Linked DNA regions of Mus musculus: regions 1 and 3 are each linked to region 2. The links are chromatin contacts, called in public HiChIP or PLAC-seq maps. All regions are on one chromosome and are shown on one strand. Each heading gives the region's core, a stretch centred on a gene start, on an enhancer-like site or on the middle of the called end of the contact. The rest is flanking DNA. Distances are from core to core; before and after follow the strand shown.

Evidence for each region. HiChIP or PLAC-seq counts read pairs in DNA pulled down with a chosen protein or histone mark.
Region 1: a contact with region 2 is called in an H3K27ac HiChIP or PLAC-seq map of embryonic stem cells, with 6 read pairs. The contact joins two enhancer-like sites. A contact is called at or near these places in 1 of 484 Hi-C or Micro-C datasets (pancreatic cancer cells) and 2 of 115 datasets of contacts at active chromatin or transcription factors (both in embryonic stem cells).
Region 3: a contact with region 2 is called in an H3K27ac HiChIP or PLAC-seq map of embryonic stem cells, with 5 read pairs. The contact joins two enhancer-like sites. A contact is called at or near these places in 5 of 39 promoter capture datasets (the C10 cell line, the HPC-7 cell line, cranial neural crest and 2 more) and 1 of 115 datasets of contacts at active chromatin or transcription factors (embryonic stem cells).

What each region holds. Positions count from the first base shown.
Region 1 is chr11:97,903,417-97,907,687 of GRCm38.p6, forward strand. No RefSeq gene overlaps it. Among named protein-coding and RNA genes, the nearest start is that of Fbxo47, 21 kb to the left of the region's middle. Within about 2 kb of position 2,890, at least 16 of the 459 cell types and tissues checked have an H3K27ac peak or open chromatin away from gene starts, as enhancers often do. A contact at or near this core is called in embryonic stem cells, where this site is marked.
Region 2 is chr11:98,118,318-98,122,652 of GRCm38.p6, forward strand. The region is part of intron 2 of Fbxl20 (F-box and leucine-rich repeat protein 20); the gene reads right to left. Among named protein-coding and RNA genes, the nearest start is that of Fbxl20, 29 kb to the right of the region's middle. Within about 2 kb of position 3,029, at least 18 of the 459 cell types and tissues checked have an H3K27ac peak or open chromatin away from gene starts, as enhancers often do. A contact at or near this core is called in embryonic stem cells, where this site is marked.
Region 3 is chr11:97,956,978-97,961,298 of GRCm38.p6, forward strand. All of the region lies in intron 2 of Plxdc1 (plexin domain containing 1), which reads right to left. Among named protein-coding and RNA genes, the nearest start is that of Plxdc1, 27 kb to the right of the region's middle. Within about 2 kb of position 1,849, at least 62 of the 459 cell types and tissues checked have an H3K27ac peak or open chromatin away from gene starts, as enhancers often do. A contact at or near this core is called in embryonic stem cells, where this site is marked.

The sequences.
Region 1 (4,271 bases), core at 1,640-4,139, 220 kb before region 2:
CAGCTCAGAACGTTTGTGTGTGTGTGTGTGTGTGTGTGTGTGTGTCTTTGCTGTCTTCACCCCACAAGCGGCTACAATGGCTGCCTTATGACAATGGCTCCTGCGGCTCTGCCTCACCCATGAGTTCCAGGCCCTCAATCCACTGACTTACCCGTATCTTCCTCCTGGACACCCGTAGGCTTCCCAACCCGCGCATCCAGGACTTATTCTTTCCTAACTTGCCATATCCACTTCCCCATCTTGTTTCTGTTCCAGCCAGACCAGGAAATCATGCTGTCTGCCTGTCTATGTGTCTGCCTGCCTGCCTGCTTGCCTGCTTGTCTGCCTGCCTGCCTGCCTGCCTGTCTGCCTGCCTGCCCGTCTGCTTGCCTGCTTGTCTGTCTGTCTGTTTGCCTGCCTGCCTGTTTGTCTGTTTGCCTGCCTGCCTCCTGCCTGCCTGCCTGCTTTGAAACAGGATGTTACTCTGTAATCCGGGCTTGCCTTGAGCTCTGTGTAATCTTTTTTGCTTCAGCTCACAAGTGCTAAGATTACAGGACTATCCTAGCACTTGGGAGGCAGAGCCAAGTGGATTTCTGAGTTCGAGGTCAGCCTGGTCTACAGAGTGAGTTCCAGGACAGCCAGGGCTACACAGAGAAATCCTGTCTCGAAAAACAAAAACCACAACAACAACAACAAAAGATTACAGGACTGAACTACCACATCAGCTTACTTGCCTCTGAGGCTGGTCAATACCTTTTTCATGTGTGTGTGTGTATGTATATATGTATATAAATAATATACAAATGTGTGTGTACATACACATGTATGTATGTTTATATATGTGAGTATCTATGTGTCTTACTTTTCTAGTGCTATGATAAAATACCATGACCAGGGCCCCTTATAGAGGCAAGGATTTATTTAGGCTTACGGTTCCTGAGTCTACCATGGCAGAGGAAAAGGATGGCGGCTAGATCTGGAAAGCTAGGGCTCACACCTTGAACCCCAAGCAGGAGCAGAGTGAACTGGGAGTGGTACAAGGCTTTGAAGACTCCATGCTCATCCCCAGTGCCATACTTCCTACAGCAAGGCCATACCCCCTAGACCTACCCAAATTATACCATCAACTGAGACCCACGTATTCAAATACCTGAGACAATGGGGATTGCTCATTCAAACCATCACACTGTGTATACGAATCACACACACACACACACACACACACACACACACACACACACACACACACACACACACAGTGTATGCCCATATATATGAACATATATATTCATTCTCTGTTGCATTACAAATGCCAGTGTCTCCGCCCATCCCTTCTTGCCTGGGCTACCATACTGTACCATCTCTGGCTGGCTCCTTGGATTCCCACAGTTCTTATTTCGTTCATTCACCGTGCTGTTCCCAGGAGACCTCCCGCACTCTTGCCGTCGAGTGCAAATCTGATACTTTTCCCTTGCTTGATCAAGGGAAAACATTACAGTGCTTCAGGACAGTGTGCCATTTTCCTACACCCCCATCTTGGCACACTGCTATCCTGTACCCGGCCACACCTACCCCGTGTTCCGGAACAGTGAATTGGTCACAGTTCCCAGCGGCTCAGGCTTGTGCGTATTAGTTCTATTTGTCTGGGACGGTCACTCGCTTGTCAGCCAACTTTTCCCTTCTGGTTTTTCCAGACTCAGGTCAAACGTCACCTCCTCTTGAACTCGGCCTGGTGCATCCTCTCCTTTGCCCCAGCTGAACTTTTATTATTTGCACATCTTCTGAGCATTTTGTTGGTAGGGTAGAGCCTAGTCTACTGATGTTGGTTGTAAGGCTATGAGGGCAAGAGCCTGCTTCCTATTCTCTTTGGGTCTTTGGTACCTAATATATCTCTCTCTTTTTGAGACAGGTCTTATGTAGCCCAGGCTGGGCCCCTCAATATGTCGCCAAGGATATTTATCTTTGAATTTCTAATCTTCTTGCCTCTATCTCTTAAGTGCTGGGATCACAGCCTTGAGCCACCATGCTCAGTTTATGTAGAACTGGGGATTGAACCCATGGTTTCGTGCAGGCTAGGCAAGCACCTACCAACTGCACTGAGTCTTCAGCCTATGAACTTCTCTTCACTGATTCTTTGATCCCGAGCTTTGATAAGCTATGTGATCTTGGGTGACCCATTTAACTTTCTTGCATTTTAGTGAAAACAGTAAGTCCTTTGTGAAGATGAGGTGAAATAAAACAGACTGATGCTGTGTAGCTCACACTCCACTTCTCTAAGGACTTGCTATGTTCACTAAATGCATCACTCCTTTGATCTGCATGCTTTTTACTCTATTGTTGAGGTTCTGACAGGAAACCCATGCTCTGACACAAGCTAGGCATGTGCTAAGCTATCATTAGTCTGACTGTGCGCTCTCTTGCCTTGGGACCTTCTCTATCATCAAACGCCCTTTGCCTCCAGACTCCTCTTCTGCTTACAAACCCCTTCTTGTGTCTCCCATTCTGTACACAGGCTCCCCTCAGCCCCACCTCCATCTGGAGTGGGACTTTCTTCTCTGCATCCTGCCAGAGCCCTTCCCAGAGTGTTTCCCTTGGCTTCCATAGCCCTCACACCCACTTCTTTGTTAACCAACACAATCTGGATCCTGCCCTCCCACAGCCTCATCACTGTGTCCTCTGAGAACTCTCTTGCTACTGGGTGGTAGCCCAGGTTTGCTCACTGGATTTCTGGGGCATCCTGGGGTCATCTCCTGGCCTAAGCCACTCCTCCCTGTCTGCCTTGACTCTGCCCTTGCCGGAGTCTCCTTTTCTTTCCTCAACAGCTAGTTGCTCTTTTCTCCTCAGTGTTGATTCAAGGCTCCACCCAGAGCCTCTTGTCTTCTCTCTGCCCTCCTGGGTGGTCACACCCTCTCCTGAGACAACTGCTAGCACAGCTTTGCGTGTGGCTCCTGCTCTGGTTTTTACTAGCAGCTTGACACATCTTGACTCTTTTCAAAATGAATCATTTTTTTAAATGTATCTTTTTAAAAAAAAGACATGGGCCCTCGGGAGGCAGAAGCAGGTTGATTTCTGAGTTCAAGGCCAGCCTGGTCTACAAAGTGAGTTCCAGGACAGCCAGGGCTATACAGAGAAACCCTGTTTCGAAAAAACCAAAAAAAAAAAACCAAAAAAAAAAAAAAAAAAAAAAAGACATGGGTGCTGGGAACAAAACTTGGTTCCTCTGCAAAAGTAACGCATAACACAGGCTCTTAAGCACTGAGCCTTCTCTCTAGCACCTCCGGGAGTCTTTCCTATTGGAGAATTATCTAGATCAGGGTGGCCTATTTAGTCCTGTCTGTGGAAAATGCCTTGATTGTTAATTGTGGTAGAAAGACCCTGCCCACTATGGGAGGCATCATTCTCTATGCAGGGAGAGTCCTGAACTGCATAAGACAGAATAAAGAGAGATGGCAGCCAGCTTCTTCTCTCTTTGCATTGACTGTGGATTTGATACGTTAGGTTCCTGCCTTGAGTTCCCTGAAATAATGGAATATAGCCTGCAATTATCAGTAGAATAAACTGCTTCTTTCCTAAACTGTTGTCAGAATCTTTTATCACTACAACAGAAATGAAAGTAGGACCTTCCCAGGCCACAAGGTTAGTGGGGCTGGCGTTCTATGTGTCCAGCTGCTGGGCAGATATTTTTAGCGGTCTTGTCCCAACCCAGAAGCACCGTCGCACTGCCCTTTCCCACGCATTCTCTTCCGCCCCTGCTCCTGTTACTTCTGTTAATGTCCCCATCATTCTTTTGCCATCGGATGCTCCTGCTGCGTATCCAGTCTCTTGCCAAGCAGGTGCTCTCATTAAAGCAACCCTGTCTGCCCAGTTTGACTTCCCACTGTCCCGCTGAGGGGCTTCAGTATCTCTCAAAAGCATCTCTGTAGACCTTCACCAAAAAATATGTATTGAGCACTTGAAAATAAGAAACCAGTACCCTATGTGGCTATTCTAGGATGCTGAGAGCCAGGAAGGGGCTTATATAAAGGCTCACTATCCAAGGGGGCCAGAAAGAGGGAAGTACGTAGAGTAGGGTATACTCAGGACCCTGTGCCTGCCCTCCCTGGCCGCCACCGATCCTCTACTGCAACCTATGATGTCTGCTGTGCCCGGAAAGCATTCCTTAGATCTGTGACAATTCCACCAGTCCCCTTCCTTAGTGGGAGGCCTCAGCATGCCTGATCAGGTCTTTACAAAGTGCCCAGCAGCTTCTCTAAAGTCAATACCCATTTCTTCCCTTACCCTCCACCACAGCC
Region 2 (4,335 bases), core at 1,779-4,278:
ACATTTCCCTTGTGCAAAAGCTGTGTCCGTCCGTCCGTCCATCCATCCATCCATCAATCCATACATAGCCCTCTTTCCTTTCTGAGGCAAGGTCTAAGGACGACCTTAAACTCACCCTGGTCCAGAGTAAGAGTCCTGGAACAACCAGGGCCACTTAACACCACCCTGTCTCAACCTCCCTTCCCCCTAAAAAAGACAGGAAACCATAGGAGAGGTGGGCTGGAGAGGTGGCTCAGCAGCTAAGAGCACTGGTATTCTTACAGGCCTCCCGGTTTGATTCCCAGCACACACACAGTGCTGGCCAAATAACTGGGATCACACACCTGAACTACCAGGCTCATCTTAGATTTCTGATAGATTTCTAATTCTCCCACATGAGACTGATTAAAGTTGATACTGAATTGAAAGGATTAAGGGAGGAGCAAGAGGACTCGTGTTACGCAACTGCAACTGCTCTGAATCCTGCAATGTCAGCCAAACACCTGAACAAAGCCCAGACAACAACTATGATGAGATAATGAATGAAATGGGTGTCAGTAGGACCTGGGCCACAGCTGGGTAAACTGATAGTTCAGCATGTACACGGACCTGAATTCCATCCCCAGAAACACCCACAGCCTATTTCCCACTGGCCTCTGAAGAACAGGAGGAAGAAGAATAAAGAAACTAGAAGCAGCAGTAGCAGTAGGCTGGCTCAGACTGGAGGGCAATTCTCCTGCCTCTATCTCCTGAGGGCTAGGCTTACAGATGTACACCAGTCTCTCTCGTGAGTTTGTTGTTTACCTGCAAGAGGATCTCAGTATGTAACCCAGGCTGGCTTCCAACCCATACAGATCCAACTATCTCTGCCACCCAAGAACAGGCTTAAATATGTGTGCCTCTTGCTGCTGTTTGCCTGAGTCTTGCTTCTTTTTTTTTTTTTTTTTTTTTTTTTGGCGAGACAGGGTCTCTCTGTGTAGCCCTGGCTGTCCTGGAAGTCACTCTGTAGATCAGGCTGGCCTCGAACTCATAAATCCGCCTGTCTCTGCCTCCCAAGTGCTGGGACTAAAGGCGTGTGCCACCACACCCGGCTCCAAGTCTTGCTTCTGATTTATCTTGTTTTCTGTGTATGATTGTTCTGCTTGCATGCATGCACGTGTGTGTGTGCACACAGGTATATATACACGTATACATTACATACATATTCATTACATACACACACACACACACACACACACACACATATACATATACATATACATATACATATACATATACATATACATATACATATACATATATACAAACTGTATGTTTGGTCCCTACAGGTATCAGAAAAAGGCATGATATCCTTTGGAATTGAAGTTATGGGAGCCATAAGCCACGATGTGTGTGCTGGGAATCTAACCCGGATGCAATGTAAGAATACCAGTGCTAAGAGCTGCTGAGCCACCTCTCCAGCTCACCTCTCTGGTTTCCTGTCTGTTTGGGGGAAGAGGGGTTGAGATAGTCTGAGTGGCCCTGGTTATCCCAGGACTCTCAACTGTAGACCAGGCTGGGTTGGGATCACAGGTGTGTGCCAGCACTCTCAGCCCTTTTGTGTGTCTCTCCTCACAGATCTGGAGAGGCCATGCCAGACACCTGAGCTGTTATCTAGGTACTTTCCAGCACCATTATTTTAACCAAAATGCTACTCACTGGTATGCGAGCCTTTTTTAATCTACACTGTATAGAGCACATAAGTACTTCAGTGTATACTATGTTAGACTTTCACCACTGCACAAAATAGGTGATGATCACGTGATTTCAGGTTTTTATAACACAGTTATTTTGCTATGCTGTTGCTTAGATTGTTGGTTAGGTGGGATGGCAACATGAGGGGACATGTGATAGCCAGGAAGCAAAGAGAGAGAGAGGCACGGAGAGACCAGGTTCCCAATACTCCCCTCAAGGGCTCATATCTGACTAGGCCCTAACTCCTAAGGGCTATTCGACCTCCTAAGAGAACCAAAGACTAAGGACCAAGTCGTCTTAGGCTTTTGGAAGACATTCAGGATCCAAACTATAACAGCAGTTAACTACTTTATCATCTATATTACTATTAGAACTCTCTGGAAAGTCCTACTGCTCTAAGTAGGCTGGGCTGGAGAGATGGCTCAGGGGTTGAGCACTTGTTCTTATGGAGGACTCGGATTCAACTCCCAGCACCCACAAGGTGGCTCACAACCATCTGTAGCTACAGTTCCAGGGGATCCAAGGAGGACACTAGACATGCATGTGTGCACACGAATATATAAAGGCAAAATACACGTAAAATAAATGAAAAGCTAAAAGGAAAAAAAAGCAAAATGTTGCAGGATATTTGATCACACTGTGAATCCTGAGATTGTTTCTCTGTGTAGCCCAGGCTGGCCTTGAACTCAGAAATCCGCCTGCCTCTGCCTCCCAAGTGCTGGGATTAAAGGCGTGCGCCACCACACCAAGCTCTGAGATTGTGTTATTTACTGAAAAACCTGTTTCTAGGTGTGGTGAGGCTCAGCCTTTAGCACACACCTTTAATCCCTCTGGCTGGAATTCAGACACCCACTTAGTGCACTCCTTTAATAGTAAACACTGAAGGTAAAGTTAGTTTGTCGAAGGAAGCACCCAAGTTTAAAAGTGATGTCTAACTGGGTGGCAGGCAAAGTGACAAATCCGAGGAAGAGTTGACAGAACAGGATCTGCCCAACTCTCATGAGAAGAGAAAGGAAAGGGAAGCTACTTGAGGGGCAGTGCAGGGGGAGGGGCGAGCAGTTCTAATGGAACAGTTACACAGAGACAAGTTGCAGAGAAAACCAGCTGGACACAGGTAAAGACAGAATGAGCCAGAGGATGAGCAGGCGCCAGAAGATTAGAACAGATTGCGAGAGTTTGAGGTCAAACAGAACAAGTCAGGAGAAGCTGAGAGAAGCCAGATTGAATCGGTCAGCTTGGAGAGGAGTTTGAGGCAGAGCAGCTGAGTTGAATCAGCCAGTCAGAGCTCAGTGAGCACAAGAAAGGGTGAGCTTATTCAGCAGCAAGTCTCAGAGGCTGAAACATTCTAGGCCTACTAAAGATTGTATGGAGGCTACAAGCTCCTGGGACTGGGCCTAAGTTAACAAATGGAGGCAGGAAACTTCTTTTCTTTTTTTTTTTTCAAGACAGGGTTTCTCTGTGTAGCCCTGGCTGTCCTGGAACTCACTCTGTAGACCAGGCTGGCCTTGAACTCAGAAACCCTGCCTGCCTCTTCCTCCCGAGTGGTAGGATAAAAGGCGTGCTCCACCACGCCCGGATGGAGGCAGAAAACTTGAGACACCAATGTCTTCAGGAAGTAAAAGTAATCTCTACACAAAACAAGCCGCACACGGCAGCCACTACCTTCTGTAACTCCGTCCCAGAGGGGCCAATGCCCTCTTTTGGCCTGTGGTTACTGTACACATCTGATACACAGATAGCCATGCAGAAAAAACACCCAAGCACAGAAAGTAAATAATGTCCTGTAGGAATCCTCTGTCATTTCTCTTTGACCATACTGGGCCCATGCTCCGCGGTAGAGGAATGCCAGCCAAGTGCGTCTGCTGGGAAGTGAAACCTGTTCACTTCCAGGTTCACTGTGATAATGATCAGGAAGGATCAGGAAGGATGAAAACGAACGGGGGGGGGGGGGGGGGGGAAGAGCTCGCTTCTCAGGCTGACCACGTGCTCTGAGGTCAGGGGCCTCCTGGGAGTTTCTCTTTCTTTTTTGAAAAAATACAAAAGTAGGCCGAACGATGGGCCTGGCGGCGCATACATTTAGTCCCAGTGCTCAGGAGGCAGAGGCAGGTGCATCTCAAGTTTGAGGCCAGCCTGGTCTACACAGTGAGCCAGGGCTGTAGAGATGGACAGTGTTTCAAACAAAACAAAAAATGTTTTACTGGGGTAAAATCATGGTTATTAGAATGCTTATTTTGCAATAAAAAATGGTAATTCTATTACGTGTTTACCTAAAACATAGAAAATTACCTTTGATCCACAACTAAATCAGGTCATGACATCTCACAAATGTCTATAACTCCAGTTACAAGGGATTCTATGCCCTCTTCTAGCTTCCAAAGGCACCCAACATGCACATGGCATACACATGTATGTAAACAGAAACCCAGATTCATATAATTAAAATTCAGGAGGGAGAAGTAGATTGACTCAAAGAATTTTTGTTCTTGCTTTTTCGTGTTGAGACAAGGGTTCTACAAAGTTCTGGCTGTCCTGGAACTTTGTAGACCAGGCTGGCCTCAACTTACAGCAGTCATCCTCCTTCTTCTGCTTCGAAAATGCTGTAATTAAAGGCATGTGCCACCA
Region 3 (4,321 bases), core at 599-3,098, 160 kb before region 2:
GTCTTAGATGTCTAATGGAGAAGGTAGTCGCCAGAGTTGCTAGTCTGATGGCGGAGGCAGGACACAGGCAATGGAACCCAGGCACAGAGGCAAGAGCAGAACAGAAAACAGTAGTGCCTGTTCTCTGTGGTCACCAGATGGAGGAGAGAAGTGAGGAGTTCCTCAGGGGATAATTTCACATCTCCCTGTGTGGCTGATGCAGATACCACAGCAGGCTGGGTTTCTTTCCAAAGTCTCCCTCAGAGGAGCATCTGGGGCCAACCCTTATAGCAGGCCAGGGAAAGCCAGTGAGCTGGGCTGTCTCAGCACTGCCTGGAGCTGTCCCAAAAGCACCTCACAGGAGGCAGCATCAGGGAGGTCAAAGGCTCCCAAGGCTACCTCGGCTACGGTGATGCCCCGGGCATCATGGATCATTAATCAGGCTGCAGACACAACAGAGCAAACCGTGTTCTTCCTGCTGAGCAAGCCAACTGCCAGTGCTTGGCCTGAGCCCAGTGGAAGCTGGGAAGTGGGGCCCTGGCCACTGTATGCCTGCAGAGAGGCAGAGCATGGCTCCCTGTGACAAGCAATTCCCTGTGAGAACATTTTGGAGCTCTAGGGTTGGGGTGGGCTAAGGGTGGGGGGGGTAAGTAAAGAAACATGGGATGGGGGGATTCTGCTGGAACCACCTGCTTTTGCCAGGCTACACTCCCATTTCAAACAAAATAGTTTAATAAAGGCCAGCTCTGGCTGGAGAGACGGTTCACTCCACACTAACAGTGCTTACTGCTCCGTCAGAGGACCAGGGTTCAGTTCCCAGCATCCACACTGCGGGGTTCACAGTCACCTGCAAACGCCAGCTCTGAGGGACCTGGTCTCTGTGGGCACCACGTGCACATACACATAAATAAAAAGACAATAAATCTTTAAAAAAATAGAGCTTAAAATTTTGAAAAAAAAAAAGAAAATCAGCCCCCACTCCCCTCACCCCAACTTGTTGGTTTCATTTTGGTTTGCTTTTGAGACAGGGTTTCTCTGTGTAGCCCTGGCTAGCTTCTGTAGACCAGACTGGCCTCAAACTCACAGAGATCCTGCCTCTGCCTCCCAAGGGCTGGGATTGAAGGCGTGCGCCACTACTATACAGGTTGATTTTAACACAGGGTCTCAATCGAGTAGCTGAGGTTGGCCTAGAACTTGCTGAGGTTGGCCTAGAACTTGCTACGTAGCCAAGACTGGTCTTGAACTCCCAATTCTCCTGCTTCTACCTCTCAAGTGCTTAGGATTTCAGGCATGTGCAACCATGCAGCCTTAGATGACTGCTCCTGCTTCAACGTCAGCCCCTGACATGCAGAAACAAGGGAGTCACCTCTGTACCTTTGGACCAAGGTTCTCCCTCACCTGATCAGTGCTCAACAAGTGTGTGGGCGTCAGGTGGCACGTGTTTCTAATCCCAGGGACTTGGAAGGCTAAGACAGGAGGCTCACGAGTTCAAGGCCAGCCAGAGCTACATAGAGTCTGGGACAACCCAGGTAACTTGTTGAGCCTCTGCCTCAAAATACAAGGAATAATAAATAAATAAGCAAACACAAAGCAAGTGAAAGCCCAGCTTGGGACCCAGCTCAGCGTGAGAGCACATGCAAGGTGCAGGGTTTGTTGCCCAGCAACAGAAGAAATTCCAACAAACTGCATTTGAGGCACAATATGCCCTCTTATGACTAAGAGACCAGTGAGGAATGGGTTGCGAATTTGAAAATAAACCTGCCTCATCAAAACTCAGGCTGAAGGCCTGGCTGGCTCTGAAGGGGAGGAGTGGGAAGGACATTCCATTCCTTGGGCATGCTGCGGTGGCTTTAAGCTCAGCCTCCCTAAAGGTGTGTCCAATCCCATTCTCCAGCATCCACAAAGGTGACCTTCCTAGAAACAGAGTCTCTTCAAGTAAGTAGAGTCAAGGTCACCCTGGATTAGAGAAGTTTGATTCAATGGCTGCTGTCTCTGTTGTTGTTGTTGTTGACGACATGGTCTCTCTGTGTGACCCTGGCTATCCTGAAACTCACTCAGTAGACCAGGCTAACCTCAAACTCAGAGATCCACTTGCCTGCTTCGAATAAAGGCATCACCACCACAGCCCAGATGCTATCTTTATCTCTGGAGGGCAAGAGCCAGACAGAGGAAATGAGACCCAGGAAGTCATGTGATCGCAGAGGCAGAGACTGGACTGATGTCCTTAGGCCAAGGAGGGCCAGGGATGCCCAGGAGTCGCCAGGAGCTAAGAGGCTGGCAGGAGTGGCTCTTCCCAGGGCCTCCAGAAGGAGAGTGGCTTCAGACTCTAGGCCCGGGAGAGAATAAATGTCTTACAGCAGAAAATGAATTCAGGTACCCTCAGCTGTAAGCTGCTGTGGTTCCGTGGGGGCAGCCTGGAGTTGTTTGCCTCCCTCCCTGTCACTCCCCTGCTTAGGACACCCTGGCGCTCAGTTAGAGAGAATGAATGTTGGACCTCTTACCACAGTGTGCTAGGCCCTGTGGGCCAGAGCCTGGCGTTGCCTAGACAACGTGCATTCCAGATTCCTTGTCACTAACGGAGCATCAGAGTAAGCAATATGTCCAGCATACAACAGCACAACAGAAAACAAACAACTGGCTATGGAGATTTTAATGGGGTCTTTGGGAAGAAATCCAATTTAACTGCTTGTCCCTGTTAGCTTTTTCCTCCTCCTCCTCCTCCTCCTCCTCCTCCTCTTCCTCCTCCTCCTCTTCCTCCTCCTCCTCCTCCTCTTCCTCCTCCTCCTCCTCCTCTTCCTCCTCCTCCTCCTCCTCTTCTTCCTCCTCCTCCAGTCTGGCATGCAGACCTGATAGCTGGAGCTCCAAAAACCACATTGTAAGTTTAAGGGCAGGTACCACATCCTAAGGATGGAAGGGTACAGAGCTGGGTGGGGCCTAGGTTTTTGATGACACGTTGGAAGGATGGCTCTTAAGTCTCTGACGCCTGTCACCTAAACAAACTTTAGATGGCAGTGGTCTGATCCTGTGCCCACCCCCACTCCTGCACCCCCCTTTTTCTCCCTCTTTACTGGGTGTCTCTCTGTTCTGGAAATCATCAACACTTGTCTGCCTCAGGGCCTTGGTGTCTTCGGTCCCTAAAATTTTTTTTTCCATGATCCAAAAAGGCCTGGTACAAATCCCTGAAGTCCCAGAACTACAGCCATCCTCAACTACAGTGAGTTTGAGGCTAGCCTGGGCTACATGAGACCCTGTCTGGGGCGAGAGTGGAGTAATTGGCTGCTCAGTAAGTGCTCAATCCCTTAAGAGGCTAGCCCACACTCTGAGCTATCTGATCTGGCTTCTTCAAGTTTTCTTTCATTAAGATGTACGTACTTCTGGGCTGAAGATGAGATGGCTCAGCTGTTAGAGGATAGGCTTACAACCAACAACATAAGGTTTACTTCCTTCACGTGTGTGAGTGTTTTGCTTGCATATATGTCTGGGTACCAGGTGTGTGCACAGTGCCAAAAGAGGCCAGGAGAGGTTAGCAGATCTCCTGGAACTGGAGTTATAGACGATTGTGAGCCATGATGTGGGTGCTGGGAATTGAACATGGGACCTGCAGAGGAGCAGGAGTGTCCTTAACCTCTGAGCCACCTCTCCGGCCTTTTTAAAGGACTCTTATACCCATAGGATATGAGTTCCTTCAGGTCAGGGGTTGCATTCCTTAGGGAGCTCTGGCCCAGAGCAGGGCTGGCTGAGCAGGACCCAGGACTCAGTTCAAGGCCTGCACAAGCTCTGTCTGTTTTGCAGCTTCTATCATTGGCTCTCGACATGGATCGTGTTAACATGCAGGTGTGACAGCAGGAGAAAACAGGGTTTCGGGGACTTGGGCAGCCGTGTTGAGGGTGATGACACACGGTAACTGAGAGAAGAGTCAGACTCTGTCAGCCTGCTTTTCAGGACTCACAAGGCAAGAGCGTCCCCAAACCTGGGAGGAAAACTGCCATACTCTGACACACAAACACATCTCTTGTTACCTCCTTTAGAAAGAGTGGGGACTCTGGGAATGTGTCTGGATGGCTCATTGCTCTGAGTCTTGTCCACCATGGGATAACAGGTAGCAAGGGCCACAGCCTGTAATAGCATTGTCCACAGCCAGGTGGCAGCCAGGTCCACAGCCAGGTGACAGCCAGGTCCACAGGCATGTCTGTTATAGCCACATCCACAGCTAGGTGATAGCCAGTCCATAGCCAGGTGACACCCAAGTCCATAGCCTGTGATAGCCTAACACTCAGCTGCAGCATTTAAGGGAGGTATGTGGGTTCATTCTTGGAGTCCCCTAGGGGCCCTCCAGTGACAT